2 separate regions of the Mus musculus genome follow, and region 1 is linked to region 2. The links are chromatin contacts, called in public HiChIP or PLAC-seq maps. All regions are on one chromosome and are shown on one strand. The core of a region is the stretch at or near the end of the contact, and the rest is flanking DNA. Distances in the headings are between cores, read along the strand shown.

What was found. HiChIP or PLAC-seq counts read pairs in DNA pulled down with a chosen protein or histone mark.
Region 1: a FOXA1 HiChIP or PLAC-seq map of pancreatic cancer cells shows a contact between it and region 2. The contact joins two enhancer-like sites. A contact is called at or near these places in 8 of 484 Hi-C or Micro-C datasets (CD4 T cells, the CH12 cell line, the Patski cell line and 3 more) and 1 of 115 datasets of contacts at active chromatin or transcription factors (pancreatic cancer cells).

The regions. Positions count from the first base shown.
Region 1 is chr3:145,884,181-145,888,865 of GRCm38.p6, reverse strand. The region is part of intron 4 of Ddah1 (dimethylarginine dimethylaminohydrolase 1); the gene reads right to left. All of the region lies in intron 1 of Gm35187 (a long non-coding RNA gene), which reads left to right. Among named protein-coding and RNA genes, the nearest start is that of Gm35187, 4.2 kb to the left of the region's middle. Within about 2 kb of position 2,550, at least 94 of the 459 cell types and tissues checked have an H3K27ac peak or open chromatin away from gene starts, as enhancers often do. A contact at or near this core is called in pancreatic cancer cells, where this site is marked.
Region 2 is chr3:145,417,270-145,422,040 of GRCm38.p6, reverse strand. All of the region lies in intron 24 of Col24a1 (collagen, type XXIV, alpha 1), which reads right to left. Among named protein-coding and RNA genes, the nearest start is that of Gm35133, 28 kb to the right of the region's middle. Within about 2 kb of position 1,305, at least 41 of the 459 cell types and tissues checked have an H3K27ac peak or open chromatin away from gene starts, as enhancers often do. A contact at or near this core is called in pancreatic cancer cells, where this site is marked.

The DNA.
Region 1 (4,685 bases), core at 1,301-3,800, 470 kb before region 2:
GTTTTTAAGGCTTAAAACGTATCTGTATTCTGGCTTATGCTCCTAAGACATGCCAGCAGCGCATAAAACAGCCAGGTGCAGAAATCTGGCTGGAAGTTTGAGAATATTCTTGGCTGAGAAAACAAGGCTGCCCTGGTCTTAGGAAAGACAGATCATTACAGCCATCAGAATGGTCAGTAAGAGATGCCTGTGAGCATGAACAAGCACATACAATCTGATCTTCTATGTACATCAAAGTCAAGGCCCAAATTTCCAAGAGATCACAGTTGAAAGTAGGTAGTTATACTACAGTACAAGTAGAATAGGGTGCCAGGATACACATTTGATACTTATCAAATCTCAAGTTTTCCATTTTAATGTGTTATTAGCACACAGTAATATACAATAATGGGTTTCATTTCAGCATTTCTAGACATGTGCATAATATGTTTTGGTTGTATTTACCTCTCTCCAGTTCTCTTGCTCTTTCCACTCCTGATCTCCTTTCTCTTCCCAACTAGTCTGCCTTCTACTTTCATGTCTTTCTATTTTTTAATGAGCCAATAAGCTTCCTTAGCCTGAGTCTGTATTTGAAGTGTCTCCATGATTTCTTCTAGCAGTTACAAAGTTGCAGGCCTTATGTTGAGGTCTTTGATCCATTTTGAGATTTAAACCAATTCTGCCCTACTAAAAAAGATCTCTCTTATTCAGCTCACTTTACTCTTTCTTAACCTTCACAGCTGAGACAGCACCAAGGATTACTAGAGAGAGGCCCAGTGACTGAAGGCTGCAAAGAGACCCTCAAAACATAGTATGTGATGGCCACCGCTCCCATTCAAGCCTATATACACATAAACAAAACCCGTTATGCTCATTGTCTTAATTCCCCAAGCACTAGGGAGGAGCATGAGTAGGTTTTGGTCCCAGGACATTGAGGCAGGGTTCTTCCACCATTATTGAATACCAGACAACAGCTGGTTGGGTTTGCAGCTTAAGTCTAGGTAAATAGGTGACTCAGTGCATTCTCTATTCACAGAGAAAGAAAACACAAGACTCACAGTAAGAAGTTTCGTGGCTAGACCACATAGCTGAGTTCTCACTAGGATTTCCTCTCCACTTGAGCGGGAGGGCAGATCTCCCACCTGTCAATCTGACTCACATGTGCCCAAGGGTGACAACCGGGCAGAAGGACCATCATCACTGCCCACTCCTTGTTTACCATCGAGGGAACACACTAAGTCTCCAAGGTACCGGAGTTGAGAAAGTGCCAATAAGAGACCAGACTTCCTTCCCCTCTCCCCATCAACTTCCTCCAGGGATTGGTCCTCTCCTTCTTTGGCCGTACTTGAGTTTTCTTCAGTTGATGATGGCATTTGTTTGAAATTCTAATCTCTGCTTTTCCTCACTCTTTTCTTAATCACCTTTTCCTGAGCTGTATTCATTAGAGCATCTGAGGGGGCATTCCAGAAATTACAGACATAAGGGCTGGCAGCCAAGCTGGAATAGTTTGAAGATAGTTTCATTTTTTCTTTCATTACTGGGAAGAAAAAGAATTATAATTTTCTTAATGGGGGAATAATTTAATGCTGAAGATATATGAAGCAATTTACTGATAAATTCTACTGAGGGTTTCTCTTAAAACAAATGCCTTAACAGATTACCAGTACTACCTCAGGAGGACCCTTCCAATTAATTTAGCCTCCTTGTTATCATCCTGGCCTCCTTGTTATCATTTTGTGGCAAATTATAAACCATGCTGTAAGAAATGACTTTTAATAATGAACTGGATATACACACATGGAGCTGTGAACAGTGCTGTCCCACTCAAAAACCAAAAGCTTCATATATCTGGGTCTCTCTCTCTCTCTCTCTCTCTCTCTCTCTCTCTCTCTCTCTCTCTCTCTCTCTCTCTCTCTCTCCCTCTCTCCCTAAATGATTTTAAAACAGTAACTGTAGATAATAGACAAGCAACCCTTCTTTTTCATAGAAGAGACACAGGGGGTTGATTATTTTGGACTTGCAGTATGTCTGCCATGTTAGCTGAGGACCAGGCTCCCCTTTCCTGTCCAAAGGGTTCATTTGCATTGCCTGTGTGCTGTTATTGACTGGTGAGATGGTTTGCCATTCACTTATAGCTGCGTCCAGGACACACACACACACACACACACACACACACACACACACACACACACGATACAGTGAATTTGCTGTTTAGAGGCGGGTGAATGGTGCAGGGATCACAACTCTTCATGGTGTGTTCTTATATGTGTGCATTTCTGTGTGTGTGTGTGTCTGTGTATTCATATAGATGCGTGAGTGTGTATGTGTGTATGTATGTGTGTGCATTTGTGTGGCAATGGTGTGTGCATGTGTGTTACCAAAAGGATGAACTGACACTGGGCACCCTGGCAGGATAACACTTCAAAGGGCCCAGGCTCCCGGAGAACAAGCAGAGGTGACAGTAACCGACAGGCTTTCTCTTCCCTTCTTGGACACTCAGTCTTGGGGAAAGATGAACATGATCCTAAGCATCCCAAGAATGTGACTGCTGGGCTGACTTCCAGGATTTTCCTTTTCTTAAGAAGGATGGAGGAAGTGGCTTTGTTCCAGAGTTCTTGGTAAAATGTCTGTGTAGCAGTAAGGACTGAACTTCCTGCTTGTCATAGCACCCAGCACCAAAACGGAAGCAGAAAGCACCTAAACTCTCTCTGTGCGTCAGCAAATTCCTCCTGGAGCAGCTTCCTCTGTATCCCCAGAGGCCTCAGGTTCAACTGGGAAAAGTCCACCTAAGTGCCACGCTATCCAGCCTGTGGGGGGTGGGGGTGGGGAAGATTTCAGAGGCAGGCTACATTCCAAATGTTGTCTCTGACTTTTGTCAGTGGAATTATTATTCTACTTTGAGTAACCAAATCAGAATGGTGATAATTGGGTCTGGAAGCTATTGATGTCTGGACCAACTCAACAGGCTTCACAGAGTGCCTGTCCCCTTGGGGCCAGCCACAAGGACCAAGTCAGGTGGTATGCAAATAGACAGATGCAAGGATATTCTAAGTGTTGCCTGCTGGAGGTGACAATCTGTAATTCAAGCATGGTGCCAAGCATGGGGAGGGTGGAGTCTACCTCTCTTATCGCAGGCACCTTCTTAACCCAGAAGGCACACAGTCCTAGAGAGAAAGGGGCTCTGGGCATCTCTGGGGCCACAGCAGCATCCTTGGATCTCTCAAAGCTGCTTTCTTGGAGGGCCTGGCCTGGCTCCCCTGAGTGGAGTTGCCACAAAGCAATGGGAACCAGTGGGAACACGCTGGCTTTCAGCCTGACACTCTATGCACAGCCAGTCACATTAAGCAGGCATTTCCGGCTGTTTCCCACATTTCTGGGAATTTTCTCATTGAAAGGATTGGAAGGCAGCCCTATTCTTCTGCTTCTTACTCATGCCTTCTTTGTATTACAGCAATTACATTAAAAAAAAAATCCTGGGCCGAGTGGTTGGACAGAACAACTTAAGGCTTAATTGGTCAAATACTGAGGCAAAGAGATAAAGAAGGCATTTAAAGATGGTTAGGAAATATTCCAAGCACATTTTTGGCTTGCTCATAATTGATCTTTCCATGATAGATATGTATGTACCCATCTTAACACAGTAAAATGAAATCAATATTAAAAGCAAGTAATTATAGACTCCACCAAGAGATACAGGACCCAACGCACAATCACTTCTCATTGCTACTAGGTAGCTGAAATAACTCTTTATTGGTTTATCATGCATCAGGAGTTTTATTGAAAGCCTAGCAATATATGGCAGTCTCCAAATCCTGGCCATCCTTTTAGGGCTCAGCCAGTATAACTGGATAATATTATAAATTGCTAACATGGCTTCACATTTCATGGGCTCTCACAGCTGGGCTTGGAATGAACACATTCTGAGAGCCATGTCTCTAGTTAAATAAATGACTGTACTGAGGATTAGAACCCGAGCGAGCTCTCTACCATGAAGCTAGGTCTCCTGTCCGCGGCTGTGTGCCATGTTTGCTTGTTTTTGAGACAGGCTCTCATCTCATAACTTTTGCTGTTCTACTCGCGGTGACCTGTCTGCATCTGTAAAGTGCTGGCAATAAAGCTGTGTGACACCACACTTGGCTTGGATGTGTGTTATTTTATTTTGTTTTATTTTAATATTTTGAGTCAGGGTTTCTCTGTGTAGTCCTGGAAATTCACTCTGCAGACCAGCCTGGCCTCAAACTCAGGCATCAGCCTGCCTCTGCCTCCCAAGTGCTGGGATTAAGGACATGCACCACCACCTGACTTCAGATATGTAATACGTATATACACACATATATACACATATATGTATATGTATATATGTACATGTATATATGAGTACACTGTAGCTGTCTTCAGACACACCACCAGAAGAGGGCATCATATCCCATTACAGATTGTGAGCCACCATGTGGTTGCTGGGAGTTGAACTCAGGACCTCTGGAAGTGGTCAGTGTTCTTAACCACGGAGCCATCTCTCCAGCTCCCAGATGTGTATTTTTATAAATAATATTTTTTACTCATTCTTTGAGGATTTCCTAGTAGTATACAATGTGTTTTGGTTACATCCATCTCCACACCCCTCTTCCACCTTTTCCCCAACACGCTCCTCTTCGAATTTTACTTTATTTCGAAAAAATATAGACCCCACCAAATCCAATTGGTGC
Region 2 (4,771 bases), core at 56-2,555:
CTCTGAATTTTACTACAACACACAGTGTAGAACTCCATTCAGTTGCATTTGATTTACTCTTAGCTACACTATTTTCTATCAGTGGGTTTTGCTTTCCTTACAAAGCTACACAAAGGATCGAAGCTATCTCATCATGACAAGTGTAGACTTTACCCACTGTAGAAAACCACTGATATTTTTTAACTTTGTTTCAAGCGACAACTTTGTATATCAATGTGATATGGACTTTTGGTGACTGGAGGAGCAAAGGTTAAGCCACACATGAAAAAAAAAAATCTCCATTTTCAAGCACTAAATGAGACAGGTGTTCTCACAGGATCTGTTTCCCTGCACTATGTCTTCACAGTCACGCCATTTTCTAAGAAGATGGCCACACAATAAGTTGTCCAGGGGCAGATAAGAAAGAACATGCCATCTAGCTGAGGAATTACTGTAGATTACTGTTTTTTCTTTTCTTTTCTTTTCTCTTCTTTTCTTTTCTTTTCTCTCTTCTCTTTCTTCTCTTCTCTTCTTCTCTTCTCTTCTCTTCTCTTCTCTTCTCTTCTCTTCTCTTCTCTTCTCTTCTCTTCTCTTCTCTTCTCTTCTCTCTCTTCTCTTCTCTTCTCTTCTCTTCTCTTCTCTTCTCTTCTCTTCTCTTCTCTTCTCTTCTCTTCTCTTCTCTTCTCTTCTCTCCTCTCCTCTCCTCTCCTCTCCTCTCCTCTCCTCTCCTCTCCTCTCCTCTCCTCTCCTCTCCTCTCCTCTCTTTTCTTCTCTTCTCTTCCCTTCTTTTCTTCCTCCCCCCTCTCTTTCTTTCTTTCTTTCTTTCTTTCTTTCTTTCTTTCTTTCTTTCTTTCTTTCTTTCTTTCTTCCTTTCTTTCGTGTGTGCACACGCACACGCAAGTGTATATGCAGGGACTCATGTCCATGTGAATGTAGAGGCAAGAGGTTGGGGCTTGGTGTTTTCCTTTCTTTCCCTCTACCTTTGCTTATGAGACACATGGTGGTCACTGATTGGTTAAATTGGCTGGCCAAACGGCTCTGGGGAATTTCATTTCCTTCCTATCAGAGCTAAGGCTAAAGACATGCTCTACTGCACCTGCCCCTTTCTGTGTTGCCTGTTTGAGATCCAAACACAGGTCTTTCTCCTTGTGGGACCAGGACTTTACCAACTCAGCCATCTCCACAGTCCAAGAATCCCTTACTTATTTATCTGCTTGTTTGTTTTTATGTGTGGGTGTTTTGCCTGAATGTATAACTGTGCACTATGTACATTCCTTGTGGCTGCAGAGGCCAGAGGAGGCTTTCAGATCCCCGGAACTGAGTCATAGACAGTTGTGAGCCACCGTGTCTGTGCTGGGGATTACTCCATCTTGATCCTCTGGAAGAAGAGCCAGTGCTCTTAACTGCTGAGCCATCTCCCCAGCCACAAGAATTCCTTTTTAAAATATGACAAAGAGGAAGCACCAGTGAGGGCTTCTGGTAGGAATGTTTAGTGTACAGATGAAAATGTGGGCTTAGGGCCAAGGAATTTACAGACCATCAGGAAAAAAGCCTCAACTAAGAGTCAACCCTAGAGAGTATGCATGTGGAGAGAGGAAAAGATAAGGAAAATTTTCAGATTTACTATGCAGAGAAAGTCAATTGGCAAAGGATGAATGATGTCTATTATTTTTGTTTTCGACAATTTTCCTTCAGTTTTTTTTTTATTTAAGGGTAATTTTAAGGCTTATACCTGAAACCTTTCTGATTATTTGTTAATTCACAATCTTTGGATCATTCATTTACATTTTCAAATGAAATCTATAGTCTCAGAAGTTATTCCTTTGACAGCATGGGTTGGAGCAAGGAGCTTTTTGTGTGTGATGAGTGACTTGAAGAAATTCAGAAACATCTGGGAAATTAAAAAAGAGCACATCTGTGGGTGTATTTGTGAAGACTTTTCTGGATCATGAAGGCTTTTACCTCATCAATAACATAGACCATCACTTGATAGATTCATAATATGCCTGTATTACTTGGATATGAGATCTAGTTGGAGGAAGGCCCCCGAGGAAGCATTGAGGGATGGGCTTTTCTCTGGCCTCCTCCTGCCCTCTGCCTTCTCTGCCTGCTGTCTACCAAGTGATCAAGAACAGCCCCAGAAAACACCTCCATTGCCCCGATGTTCGGCACAAATATATGGGTTCAGCCTTTTTATACCATGAGCCAAAATGAGACTTCACTCTCTTAAATATTTCTTTCAGGCATCTGTCCACAGTGATATAGAAGCCTGGCTACTACGTTTTCTAACTCCATCACTGTTCAGGAAGACGTGGCTTTAAGTTTATCAGTCTGAATGTTCTATAGAGCATCTCCATCTCTTACGTTCAGCATAATTCCTGGACTACAGAAGATAATAAATATATTTTGACTAAGTCAGTGAACAACGCAAATAAAGCAGAGGTGGGGGAACACACGTGCAAACCACCCACCCTCCTCTAAAGCTAAGACTCATTGCTTTTTAAATCAGTACTTCCGGGTTAAGGCCTCAGCGACAGACTTACATCCAGGCCTGATGAGAGTACAATGAGAAAGACTGGCCACTTAACCCCCTGGTGGGCCATATGTTACCCAGAGCTCATTAATGAAATGGTTGGGCAATTATCTCTTTTAGTGGCAAACTATATTCAGTTCCTGATTTTTTTTTTTTTTTTTTTACCATACTGACCAAACTGCAGAGAAGCTTAAATTCCCAACTAAGATGAGTTTAATGTGCTAGGGTCAATAAAAAACTGGTTCAGGAAAAACTAAACTCTGACACTTGTGAGGGGAATGTCTTGACAGAGGCCCCTGAAGAGTCTGAACCACTAGGCCCTAACTTTTCCTGCTTATAGAAGTGGCCTGTCCTTTCTCATAGTAAGTTAGCCCTGTCCCCCTTTAAGAACACACACACCATAATTGGGATTTTCATGTCCCTCTCTAATCACTAGATTATACTTGCATGCTACCTAGGAATTTGGTGTGCTTGATATAGACAGAAAAGACCATCTCTAAAGAATAAAAGGTCTAGTGAGTATACATGGTAGCATCCTGGGAGTGGGCACAGGGCCTGACTTCATAGGTACTTTACCTACATAGCATAAATAAAATGTGGCATGGAAAAATTAACTTGGGACCTGAGTAATGTTTCCCTCATTCATATGACCAAGTACATGACAGAAAGCAACTAAAGTGGTAGAAGATTTATTTTGGCTCTTAGTTAAAGATATAGTTCACCATGGAGAAAGTATGCCAGTGTCCAGTGGAAAAGTGTGGATTGGACTCTTGACTTTTTTGGTGAACCTATAGGTAGAATAGGAGGGGGAGTGGGAGGAGGAGGAGGAGGAGGAGGAGGAGGAGGAGGAGGAGGAGGAGGAGGAGAAGGGGAGTATGGTAGCACTGCAGCTGGCTATAACCCACAAGACTTTCCCTGAGTGAACCACTTCCTTTAGTAAAGAATACTTTCTAAAGGCTACATGGCCTTCAAGACACTGCTAAGCAGTTGAGGACCAAGCATTCAAGCACATGAGCATTTGATGCTTTGAGGTTTCAAGGCACTGACGAAACACTCTCTGTACACATTGCCTAACAACCAAAGAAAAACAATTTGATGAAAATCCTACATTTATCAATATTTTATTAAAATGCCATAAAATAGATACTCTTTTATTTAGTCAACAAAATACTTGAAAGCATAATATCATGTGCCACCCTGAAGAACACATATTTTTGTATGGTCAATTAAATTTAGACTATGAACAGATATTTCATAATTTTATAGGTTCCTGAGGGACTGGGCAGGTCTATCTTGGGTCACAGAGTTTCTACTCCAGCCTCTTGCCATATGGATACATAAGGTTCCCCACCAAGAGTGTCTTGATGGTCTGCCAAGTATTCAAGTGGAAATGTCAGGCTCTGACATTTCCCCATCAGCTACCTGACTCTTATTCTCTAGGAGCGAATGTGCAGTCATAAAATAAAAGCTCAGAGAGAGGCGTTAGCATTGCCAGGCAGTTCTGGCAATGATCAGGAGGCTATGCCTGGAATGTCCTCTGAGCAGATGCCGGTAGTCACACTTGTGCTATGGGAAACACGAGAAAGGAATGGGTCACTCATGCTGTCCCAAACTTGCCTGGCAGCGCGGCCAACGATGAGCCTCTGGGTAATCAATCAAAGGCGATAATGTGAGTATCGACAGAGAGCTGCCACCTATCTTTATTCAACTCAGGCTATTTTTTTTTTTTAAAGAAAGTAAGTTGGATGAGAAATAAAGGACATTCTCCTGCAGCGACACTTGTGTTGCAATAACTTCCTCACTGTGCGGTCTCCCTGAGACTAATAACTAGCAGGCCCGTTCACAGAGGGATGTGCACTTAGGAGCCCAGAGTAGTTTTTCAAATATGAAGAACAAAATTAGTTCTGGATGCTGTTTTAGGCAACCCTTATAGGAAAGGCAAGTTGTGAGTTCTATCCAAGACAAAATTAGAGTAAGAGAAATCTGCTCTCTCAAGTTTCTGTCACTCCCACAAACCCCAAATGGTTGCAGCTGATAATGGAGTGTGTGTGTGTGTGTGTGGGGGGGGGGGGGGATGACAATACACTATGCCACCAATCAAGACCTGGGTTCCAGCTTAACACTTAAGTCCCGAAGAAAGTCATTGAACCAGATTTGATCTCACCTTTCTATTCTGAAAAACATGTGGACAAGGTCCCTCTTCATACACAGCCTCGCTTTAAAATTCGATTTAACCACAAGGAAGAGCAGAGCCAGTTA